Regions from separate parts of the Mus musculus genome. Here region 2 is linked to region 1. Evidence: chromatin contacts called from public promoter capture Hi-C data. All regions are on one chromosome and are shown on one strand. Each heading gives the region's core, a stretch centred on a gene start, on an enhancer-like site or on the middle of the called end of the contact. The rest is flanking DNA. Distances are from core to core; before and after follow the strand shown. Region 1 holds the start of Crlf1 (cytokine receptor-like factor 1). Region 2 holds the start of Tmem221 (transmembrane protein 221).

Evidence for each region. Promoter capture Hi-C pulls out the DNA fragments that hold promoters and counts their contacts.
Region 2: a contact with region 1 is called in a promoter capture Hi-C map of embryonic stem cells. The contact joins the promoter of Tmem221 here to the promoter of Crlf1 in region 1. A contact is called at or near these places in 2 of 39 promoter capture datasets (embryonic stem cells and second pharyngeal arch cranial neural crest) and 1 of 9 other capture datasets (liver).

What each region holds. Positions count from the first base shown.
Region 1 is chr8:70,489,399-70,494,635 of GRCm38.p6, reverse strand. It overlaps Crlf1 (cytokine receptor-like factor 1), which reads right to left and starts at 1,488. Exons shown (of 9, transcript NM_018827.4): 1 at 1,236-1,488. The coding sequence starts at 1,359. It overlaps 1700020G03Rik (a long non-coding RNA gene), which reads right to left. Exons shown (of 2, transcript XR_870493.2): 2 at 3,945-5,237.
Region 2 is chr8:71,556,907-71,561,722 of GRCm38.p6, reverse strand. It overlaps Tmem221 (transmembrane protein 221), which reads left to right and starts at 2,852. Exons shown (of 4, transcript NM_001100462.1): 1 at 2,852-3,233; 2 at 3,818-3,903. The coding sequence starts at 2,914. It overlaps Nxnl1 (nucleoredoxin-like 1), which reads left to right. Exons shown (of 2, transcript NM_145598.2): 2 at 1-1,168.

The sequences.
Region 1 (5,237 bases), core at 239-2,738:
GGCGTCCACAGACACCGCGGACAAACTGCACAAGACTACTAGCCCAGAGCAGCAGCGCAGCGTGGTGCCCCTGCGGTGTGGCCTGTGTCTCCGGATGGGGTCCTGAGAGTGGTGGGGAAAGATCTCCAGTGCACTCAACCATATGCGTACCCCGGTGTTGCCTCCCCTGTGAAATAAATGTGGGACCACGAGTGCGGGCGTGCGTGTGTGTGCGTGCGTGTGTGTGTGTGTGTGTGTGTGTGTGTGTGTGTGTGTGTGTGTGTGTCTGTGTAGAGGATGGAATGCGAGCGCCGCGATGGTGTGCGAATACGCATCTGGGCTGCAGCGCGCGTCGGAGGGCAGGGTGACGGGACATAAGCCAGTGGGGCTCTTTTGTGTGTCTTTGGGTGTGTCCCAGAGAGGGTCTGGATGTGGAGACCGCATCCTGGCGGGGATGTGTGCGTTGGGTGATGGGGGCTCAAGGCCAGGAGTTCCTCCTGGGACAGTGGGATTCTCTCGGCAGCTGACCCCCACTGGGTGCCCCTTAGACAATGAAGTCTGGGCTCGCGGTGCCCGGACACGCTTGCTCTCGCTCCTCACCGAAATTTCAGTCGCTAGAGGCTCTCAACCCAGCGCAGCCTGAATGAGACCGGTTGTGAGCCCCACCAGTGGAGAGGACTTCGAGGATACCAAAGCATGGAGTCTGCTATAGGGGGGAGGGGGCGGCGCCGACCCCACGGAGAGGCAAGTCCCGAGGGACGCCGGGCCGCATGCCAGGCGGACAGGAGGGCTCACGATAACGCCCCACCCTCCCCCCGGGGATCATCACTTCATGGGGGAGGGGACCCCACTTTGCGCCAGCACCCAACCCAACGCACCCAAGCGTGCGTCCCCGGCCAGGGAGGCTTCCCTTCCGCTCTGATATCCAAGACACAGGCGTGCGCCCCGAAGCGTCCCAGCACCCTGAAGGAGGGGGGTCCCAGGACACTGCGATGTCCTTCAAACTGAGCCTGGCCAGACAGCCTCGCAAAGGGGATACAGATAAGAGGCCTCTGATGTATAACGGGGTACTCTTGGGAGGCTGGGTGGTGGTGCCATGAGCCCCACAGGTGAGGGCGCCCCGAGGGCCGCCTTCCTTTGTTCCCGGGACGTCCAGGTGGCGCTCGCGCCCCCTCTTCCATCCCCCGCGACTACCCCCCGGGGCGCCGGATCCCGGCTTCCCTGGGGAGGTGGGGAGCAGGGCGCACGGTACTCACGGGCTCCCGATCCGCCCCGAGGCACCCCGAGGACACAGAGCAACAGAGGCGACCACAGCGAGGACAGCGGCCGCGGCGGCCGCCGCGCGGATTGGGCGACGGGGCCCGGGCGACCCGCGGGCATGGGGGTGGCGCGCAACGGGCGGTGACTGCAACGCCGGTATGGGGCGGGGGCGAGTCTGCGGGGTGCAGATTGGGGCTCGGGTCCTCACGCGCGTCACTGGGCGCGGACAGCGAAGGCCGGAGCAAGTCTGAGCAGCCGAAATTGACAAGGCGCTAATGCGCCGCTCGCCCCGCCCGGCCCCGCCCCCGGCCCGGCCCGGCCCCTGGGGGGGGGGGTTGATCGTGGGCCCCGCACCGGCCTTCCCACCGCCCGCGGGCACCGCGCGCCCCGCCCGGCCGGCCTCCGCCCAGTTACCACTCCTGAACGTCCCATCCTCCTGCGCGAAGCCCCCCACTCTTTCCCCACCAGCCCGTGGGACCTCCCTCTCTGGTCCCGCCCGTCCCAGGCTTCCCACCCCCTCATCTGGGATCCTGTACCCTTAACTCCGAATGGGTTCCTAGCTCGCAGCCCTGGTGCTTTTCCAGGATCCCCTCCAGTCTACCGGGATCCTTCCTATCCACCTTCCCCGCCCCTCTTACGGGGCCCCCATACCCACTTTGGTCCGCCACACACACATTGAGCAGTACCTGAGCCCGTTCATCCTCTTTCAGCCCTTCTTCCTTCCCCAGAGAGTTTGAAAGTTGCCACCAGTCCCTTTCTCTGGGTGCATGGGTCCTACCGATCCCCACCCTAAGCCTTCATGCCACCTCTCCCATCGCTGTAGTCTCGTTTCGTGCGGGGGGGGGGGAGCCAGAAGGCAGGGAGGGAGTCTCCGGCCTCTGGTCCCTTCTCAACTATCATATCTGCGGGTATTGGATATGGGGATGTCCCGGAGCGCGTGCAGGGAGCCCTTATGAGTGGGCTCATGGGGAGAGGTGTGTCCTTTGGGGAACGGGACCGAACCCTGCATTCCTAGTTCCCATCGGTGCAGAAGAGTTCTCCCTAAACTTCTTCACATCCCCCCACGGAAAAATCCACTCAGCGGCCCGCGGGTGGGGTGCGCCACGCGGTGAGTAATCACTGCAGCGGCCGCCGCCCGCCAACTTCAGGTAACGCGGGCAGCCCCGAGCAACGCAGAATTATCACTGATTGAGCGCAGAGTTTTTTCTCTGGGTTATTTTTGTTGGCCACTGTTTGGGGTTTTGGGGACCCCTCCCGGACCAACCCAGCCCTGGCATTTCATCTCTCTGATCGCTTCTTCGTCTCCACCCTATCCGGATGCCCACGAAGGGAGGTCTCTGGCCTGCAAGGTCTTTGCTGGTGGGGCGGCGCTTGAAATGCGAGTTCCCGGGTGGTCCCACCCCACGGGTTTGGTAAAGGCCCCCAGCCACAGCTCCCTGAGAGTAAAGGGCTCGATTTCTCCCATACAGCCGTTCCCTTGGAGGCTCAGCCCCTTCCTTAAAGGTCCTCCAAGAAGCTTCAAATGACAAAGGAGAGAAATAAAAACTAATTCGGCCACTGCCATTTTGCTGGGGGCAAACTAGGCCACTTGTGCCTCAGTTTCTTCTTTTGTACAGTGGCTAATCTGGGACCAACTTAAAAGTTTACGTGTAAAGAATCAAGTACGGGAAAGAAAATCCCCCCAAACTTAAAACCTGATTAGCACGGTGGGATGCAGAGGTGGCACTGGCTTGCAGGTCTCCTCTGAGAAATGTGGCCAGGTGGCCTAAGGCTCTGTGGAGACCTGGGTCTTGGCTACATTTCCAGGACCATTGCCGCCCCTCCCCCACAACGCCTATTCGCTCCGGTCTCCATATAGGTAGAGAGGTAGGAATCTCGACTCCTGGGAGGCTTTTGGAGCAAAGATCTTTATTTTACTTGTTCCCGAATGCTCCTCCTCCCAGTCCCGGGTGGAAAGGGCTAACTTCCCCTATGCACCCAGGTGCTGCAGGCAACGACCTGGGAGCTGCGTGACTGAATGCTTTCCCCTTCTTCCCATACGTACAATCCATCAGCAATCCGGTTGGCCCTGGTTCCAAAACACACCCCCATCCTGAGCTTCTGACACACCCCTCTCCTGGTCCAGGCCCCTCATCCTCTTCCCGGGATGTTGCAGGCCCTCCTCTGGGCTCCTTCCGCCTCCCGGGATGTTGCAGGCCCTCCTCTGGGGTTCCTTCCGTCTTCCTTCAGTCTTTGTTTTCGTCACAGGCAGAGGGACTTTGAAAGAAATGAGACCCAACTCTGCCTTGCCACCCGTGCCCATACCAGATGCTCCCCTCTCCAGCTCGCTGGCTGTTTGGGCTCGTTGTTTTCAGGAGCCTTCCTTCTTTGCCTGTGGCTTCGGGGAAAACTTCCCTCGCGCCTTTTGTGAATTCCCACAACTCCCCAGCGACACCTTCACTCTTTCACCGTCTTTGCAGCACAGCTCTTGAAAGCGCCTGCTCTCTAGCCACTTACTTCATTTTGCTAGTCCTGAATACCTGAGGGCTTCCCAGATTCCATGCTGCTGGGCCAAGCGAGGGCCAGAGGAGTTCAGTAAATACAAAAAGAAAAAGTCATAAAAGAATCCTGTCCCTCCAAGAAGCCAGAAAACAGCATCGGCTAGTGTCCTGCCGCTGGGTTTCAGAGCAGGGTACTGCACACACCCCTCTTAGCTGTCTGACCCAAACTGGCACAGCCCTCTCTGGTGTTTAACCCCTACCCTCTGGATGACCTTTTTACCCTTTGGGGCAAAGAAGTTGGCCTTAAGGTGCACCCATCCTTTCCCTGTGTTCCCGTGGAATTAACTCTTTCCTCGCCAGTCCAGGCCTTTCTTTGCTTAGGAAAGGAAGGTAGTTATGGTGTACTTTCTGACAAATATTGACCTAAGTCATTGAAGGTGGCTGGGAATGTTAGAAGGGGTGGGTGGAAGGGCTCTTTATTAGCCCTGAACATTTTACCCAGGAATCTCCTGTGGAGGAACAAGGCAGGTTTAAATCAGAGAAATTTCCCCAGCCTCAGATTCCCAAATGTGAACCACTAAAGCTTTGCTAGAGCAGCAGGGCCAGTAAAAATCAAAGCCTGCCGGACTCAGAAGGGCAGAGCGGGGACCTGCCCTTCCCTGTGACCGACCATTCCTCCAGGAGCAGCCCTCCCCCTCCTGCCTGTACCTGGCTGCGCTCTGAGCAATGGGGTATTGAGAGTCTGCTTGAGGGCCTATGGGTGCTCCAGCCTTTCTCCCGGGGACAGCCTAGACAGTAGGGACACCAGACCTCAATTTTATAGTGTTTTGCAACTTAAGTACTAGATATGGATGTGGGGAGGTCCCAGTCTGGATTTGGGTGCTCTGGGGCCAACCAAGTCTGTGGTCCTTGTTCCTCTGCATCCTCAAAAGACTGTTGCTGAGTCCCAGGATAGCCAGTCGTATGGGGGAAGCACCGCACCCCTCCTCTCATCGCTCCTCCCTTGACAGCAGGCAGCGGCGCCACCCTGCCTTGCCGGGCTGGACTCCGTTTGGGGGTGGGGGTCAGCAGGGTCGTGACGAAGGCGGCCAGGGACAAAGGGCGCTTGTCTGCGGCCTGCCCTGACCGGGTGGCTGCTTCCCGGACGCCGGGAGTCCGCTGATTCACGCGGACAGCGCCCCCCGCCCCCGCCGCGCCGCCCCGGGGGGTAGGAAGTGGAGGGGGGGGGGAACGCGGGGCGGCGGCGAGTCAACTTTCCCTCTTAAGCCCCGAAGGAATGTCGGCGGATTTCCTGAAATCCGACCCCGGCCGCCCGCCGGCCGCCCGCCCCTCACCTGGGCCAGCTCCCCCGGGAACGCCAGGAGGGGCGTCGGGGCTCACCTGGGGGGCCGGGGTCAAGTCCTCTTCCGCTTACCCCCAGCGGCCTCGGGGAGCGGAAAAGGAGGGGGTGCTGGAAGCCAACAAACTTACTTTCAGCCCTGGGTCGCTCTGACTCAAACCCTCATGCCTCAGTTTCTC
Region 2 (4,816 bases), core at 1,603-4,102, 1.1 Mb before region 1:
ATTTTTCGCTACATAGAGAGAGCACTAGGCCGGCTGCGGCTAGGTGAGACCTCGATCTAAGCCTCTGAGACTTCCGGACAGGACCCTTGTTTCTCTCAAAGGCTAAGTGTGTGCGATGTTTTTGCTTTTGCCTACGGCGTCCCCTGGCGACCGAATCGGGATAGTGCGTGAGTTTAAAACCCTCCTGCACCAAGCAAGTCCACGGAAGCTTGCAAACCTGACTTTCTGGGATCAAGAATCTGACTAGAGGGAGTAAGAAAGCTGTGAACCAGGGGAATCGGACCCTGCCAACCTCTCATCTGCCTCCGCTCCCAAGGGAGTAGTGGGGGAAACAGGTTCAAGACTGAATAAGCCTGACAACCTGTATTCGATCCCGGGGAACCCACATAGCGCTACTCAAACAAGTTGTCCCTTGACTTGCACTCATGTCCCCTCAAAGAGTAATTAATGGAGAATTTAAAATTATTATTTTGCTTTTTCAAGACAGGGTTTCTCTGTGTTGCCCTGTAGGCTCGAACTCAGAGATCCTCCTGCCTTTGCCTCCCGAGTGCTAGGACTTAAGGCATGTACTACCACTGCCCAAGAGAAAATTTAAAATGTTAATTAAAGGAAATAGAAATCCTCACTCACCCCTTTTAGGAAATAAAATGTGTACAGTTGCATGGGAATCTGCTTTGTAATCCACAACCGTGAGATGGAGTTGGCCTGGGAACCGGCGTTGTGACTCAGAACCTCACTGCTGGCGGCTGGGCTCCCAGGCTTGCTTATGTGTGTTCCTGGCTTTGTAGCTGACCCTGGTTGAAAGGTAGACACATCCCAAATGTCCATCAATAGATCAATGGATCAACACCTGTGGGATGTCCAGAGTGGACTATTGCTCAGCCACGAACAGGAATGAAGCACTGACACAGGCTACCATACCAGAGATTGAGTGGCAGCAGCCAGACACAAAACACTTCACTTGGCAGGAAGTGTCCCCAACAGGGACAGCCACAAATGGAGCTGCCAGGGCCTTGAGGACAGTGGAGCATGATTGATAGGAGGGACTCTCTTAAAGAGATAGAATGCTTCCAAACTAGATAGATATAGGCAGGGTTGCTCTGTAAATGTGCTTTAAAAACAAACACAAAACAGCGAGTAAAAACTGGATACTCTATTGTAAGTTTCATTCCAATTTGTTAAAAGTGATCTTTTTTGTTGTTTTTTGTTTTGTTTGTTTGTTTGTTCGTTTGTTTTTTCGAGACAGGGTTTCTCTGTGTAGCCCTGGCTGTTCTGGAACTCACTCTGTAGACCAGGTTGGCCTCGAACTCAGAAATCCACCTGCCTCTGCCTCCCAAGTGCTGGGATTAAAGAGGTGCATCACCACCACCCAGCCTAATTTTTATTTTGATTATATTTTCAGCAGCATATGCATATCTGAGTGAGGGTGAGGCCAGAAGCAGGAAGAGGGTGTGGAATCCCCTGGCCCTGGAGTTGCAAGCAGTTGCAAACCACCTGATAAGGATTCTGGGAACAGACCACCGAGTCATCTCTCCAGCCCCTCTGTTTACTTCTAAAGACAGTGTCTTGTAGTCCCTACTTTCTTCCAAGTGTCCACATTCCCATTGCCTCACCCTCTGAATTGATGACAGTGACGGCAGGCCTGTGTTATTGTGCCTGATTTGTTCAGATATATACACATTGAGAAGATGGCTCAGTGGATAAGAGCACCAGCATTTCTGCTCTTGCAAAGGGTAGAGTTTCAGTTCTCAGCATCCACACAGTGGCTAGTAACCATCTGTAACTCCAGTTCCAGGAGCCTAGAAGCCCTCCTATGACTTCCACAGATACCTGACATGCACAGACATACATACATGTAGGCAACACACTCATACACCTAAAACAAATGATGATGATGATGGTGATATTTTAATAAACAGCTACTAGAAGCTTGGTCCTCAGGGCGACAGGAAAATGCCTGTCTATGCCATAGGTGCAGTTTCCAGGGTCAGGCACTCTGTGAATCAAGATCTCCATCCTTGGGCTTTGTGACCCTGCCTGAGTCCAAGCAAGACTCAGAGCTTCATCTCCTGACATCTCCTCGGTTGCCCTCCCACAATTTTTTTTTTTTTTTAAAGACAGAGTCTCTATAGGTAGCCCTGACTGGCCTAGAACTAGCTATGGAGACCAAGTTGGGCCCCACTTCCCCGTACTCACAGTTTGCCCGCCTCTATCTCCTGGGCTCTGCCTACTTCTCCGACTCTCCAAACACCGCCCCACCCATCCAAACGGCGGGGCAATTCACGCCCCCTCCCAGACAAGTCTATTTCCAGGCCCCGACCCAAGACCACAACCCACCTGCGTTCTCCGCTCAACCAAACCCCACCTCTCCTCCCCAACACCTGTCAGAACTAGAGCCCTCCTACCTCTGCCTTGCAAGACTCCCTTTCTGGTCCCTTCACCCTGGGGACCCCACCCATCATCGTCCACAGGACTCAGACCCCGATGTTGGGATGTCCCTGAGGCCCGTCCTCTTAAGTCCGCCCTTCAGGAGCCTTCTTAAGCTCCGCCTTAGCCACGCCCCTTCCCACTCATCACATAGACCACGCCCCTCTTAAATTTTGCTTGTTCAACCCCGCCCCTCGTCTCCCGGTTCACCTAGGGGCTAGGCTCCACCCCTCTACAGGGGTGGAGCCCCCTCGGGATCTCCTAGCATGGCCCCTCCCAGACCAACCCCACAAAACCCCAGTTCCTCCTTCCCCAGCACACCCGGGGGAGGCGCCCTCGGCCGACGCGCAGTAAAAGAACACTTTCTCCCAAGTTTTTGCTCATTTTCCACGACCTATCTGGTACCAGCACTCGAGCCCCGGTGGCGTCCATACCCCAGGACTCCCGAACGCCTACTGCCGCCTCCCTCCATCCAAGGCCCGCGCCATGGGCCGTTCCTACGGAGGTCGGGTACTGGCCGCGATGACCCTACTGGGCATCCCGGCCGCGGTGCTGGTCGCGCTGGCTGCGCAGCTGCTGTTCCAGCTCCAGGCAGGGCGCGCGGAGCTTCGGCGCGTACGCACCGACGGGCTGCACCCGGAGCTGGACCCCGATGCCGGGCTACCTGAAGCTGCGGCTGGGGCATTGCTGCCGCTGGCGACCGCGCTGGCCGCGCTGGCACAGGTCCTCGGGCTTAGCTGCTTGCTGCTCGCCGCGCTCTGTGGTCACCTGGGCGCCGAGTTGGCACGCGGGCCGGGGCCGGGCAGGTAGGATACCACCGCCTCTACCTACAGAGAGGGAAACTGAGACTCCGAGAGCACACCGGTTTCTCGGGGTGATACTAACAGGGCCTCAGCGCGCCCCCTTCTTCCTGCGCTGGTGCTTCCCGTGTATGGGGGCGGGGGACACATGTCAGTCATCGGAGCTGCACCCCAACCTCGAGGCTTTCCTCTCTGAAGCGGGGTTCAGGAAGGGCGGGACTGACAGTTGTGGATACGCAGCAAGCCGCAGCCTGGTCACCTGCTCAAGACTCTGAGCTCGGTGGTGCAGGTGTAGGGACTCTACTTGGAACAGTGGGGATGCGATGAGATGCTCTCGTTGAGTCAACCACACCCTTGTCCCAACTTTGACCCTCCACTGTGTAAGGAAGTCTGGTGCTGGTTGGAAATTGGTAGATTCAAGCAAATGAGTGGTGGGTGCGTGGATAGATGGGGGTAGGGGTACATGCGGTGATGTTACAGCTGGATGACTGGCTAGGTAGGTAGGCAGGTGGAGGGCTGAGACTCTAAACTTTGGTTTCTGGTGTCACTGGGTCACTGTCCCCCTTCCTGCCCCCCCACCCCCACCCCAGGTCGGACTGGTTTCTGTATGACTGCCGCCTCCTCAGGCACTCAGCGCTTGGCCTGTTCTGCTGTGGGGTCTCCGTCTACTTAGCAGGTAGTGTGTGATGGGGGGACAAGGGACCTGGGGCAGGGTGCACACAGATCTCTGGACCAGTAGCCTGAGTTCAGGCAGTTGCCCCAACACTTTCTCTTGGATATGTTTCTCTTACTCTGTGCTTTAGTTTCCCCATAATTGAAGAGTGGTGAGTAGATCATTATATATACAAGAGTTGGTGCTTAGAGTGAACAGAGGGTTCTCTGTTAATGCTCATTATGTATCATTATTACTACTTATCTTGTAGGCCCAACTGGCCTGGGAGTTGCCTTGTAGCCAAGGCTGACATTGAACGTCTGATCTTGCTTTCATCTCCCAAACCTTGGGAGGAGAGGTGTGTGTGGTGTCTGTGTGTGCAGTGCCTACAGAGGTCAGAGACTACAGATTCCTTGGAAACTGCAGCAGCAGACAGTTCAGAATCATGAGGTGCTGGGACCCGATCCCATGTCCTCTGCAAGAGCAGCCAGTGCATTTAACCTCTGAGAGCCACATCCCAGCCCCCAAGCCGTCTTGTTTTGATTTTTGCTTTTGGTTATTTGCTTTTTTAGACAGGGTCTCATGTATCCGAGACTGGTTTCAAACACTATGTGGTCAAGGATGACTCTGAGCTCCTGGTCCTCATGCCTCCACAGCAGGGCAATGCCAGGCACCATGATGCCCAGTTTATTAGGCACTGAGGCTGGAACTCAGCCCCTGTGCATGCCAGGCAAGTGCTCTACCCACTGAGCCACAGCCCAGTCCCTGGGAGGGTGTGGCTTTGATTTCACCATTCCATTGTGGATGGAACCTGGGATCTAGGACACAGACAAGTGCTGACCCACTGAGCTGTGCCTCAGACAGAGAGCCAGAGAGATGGCTCGGCAGTTAATAGTACTCAGTTAATAGTACTTTGTTTCTCCAAAGACCTGGAGTT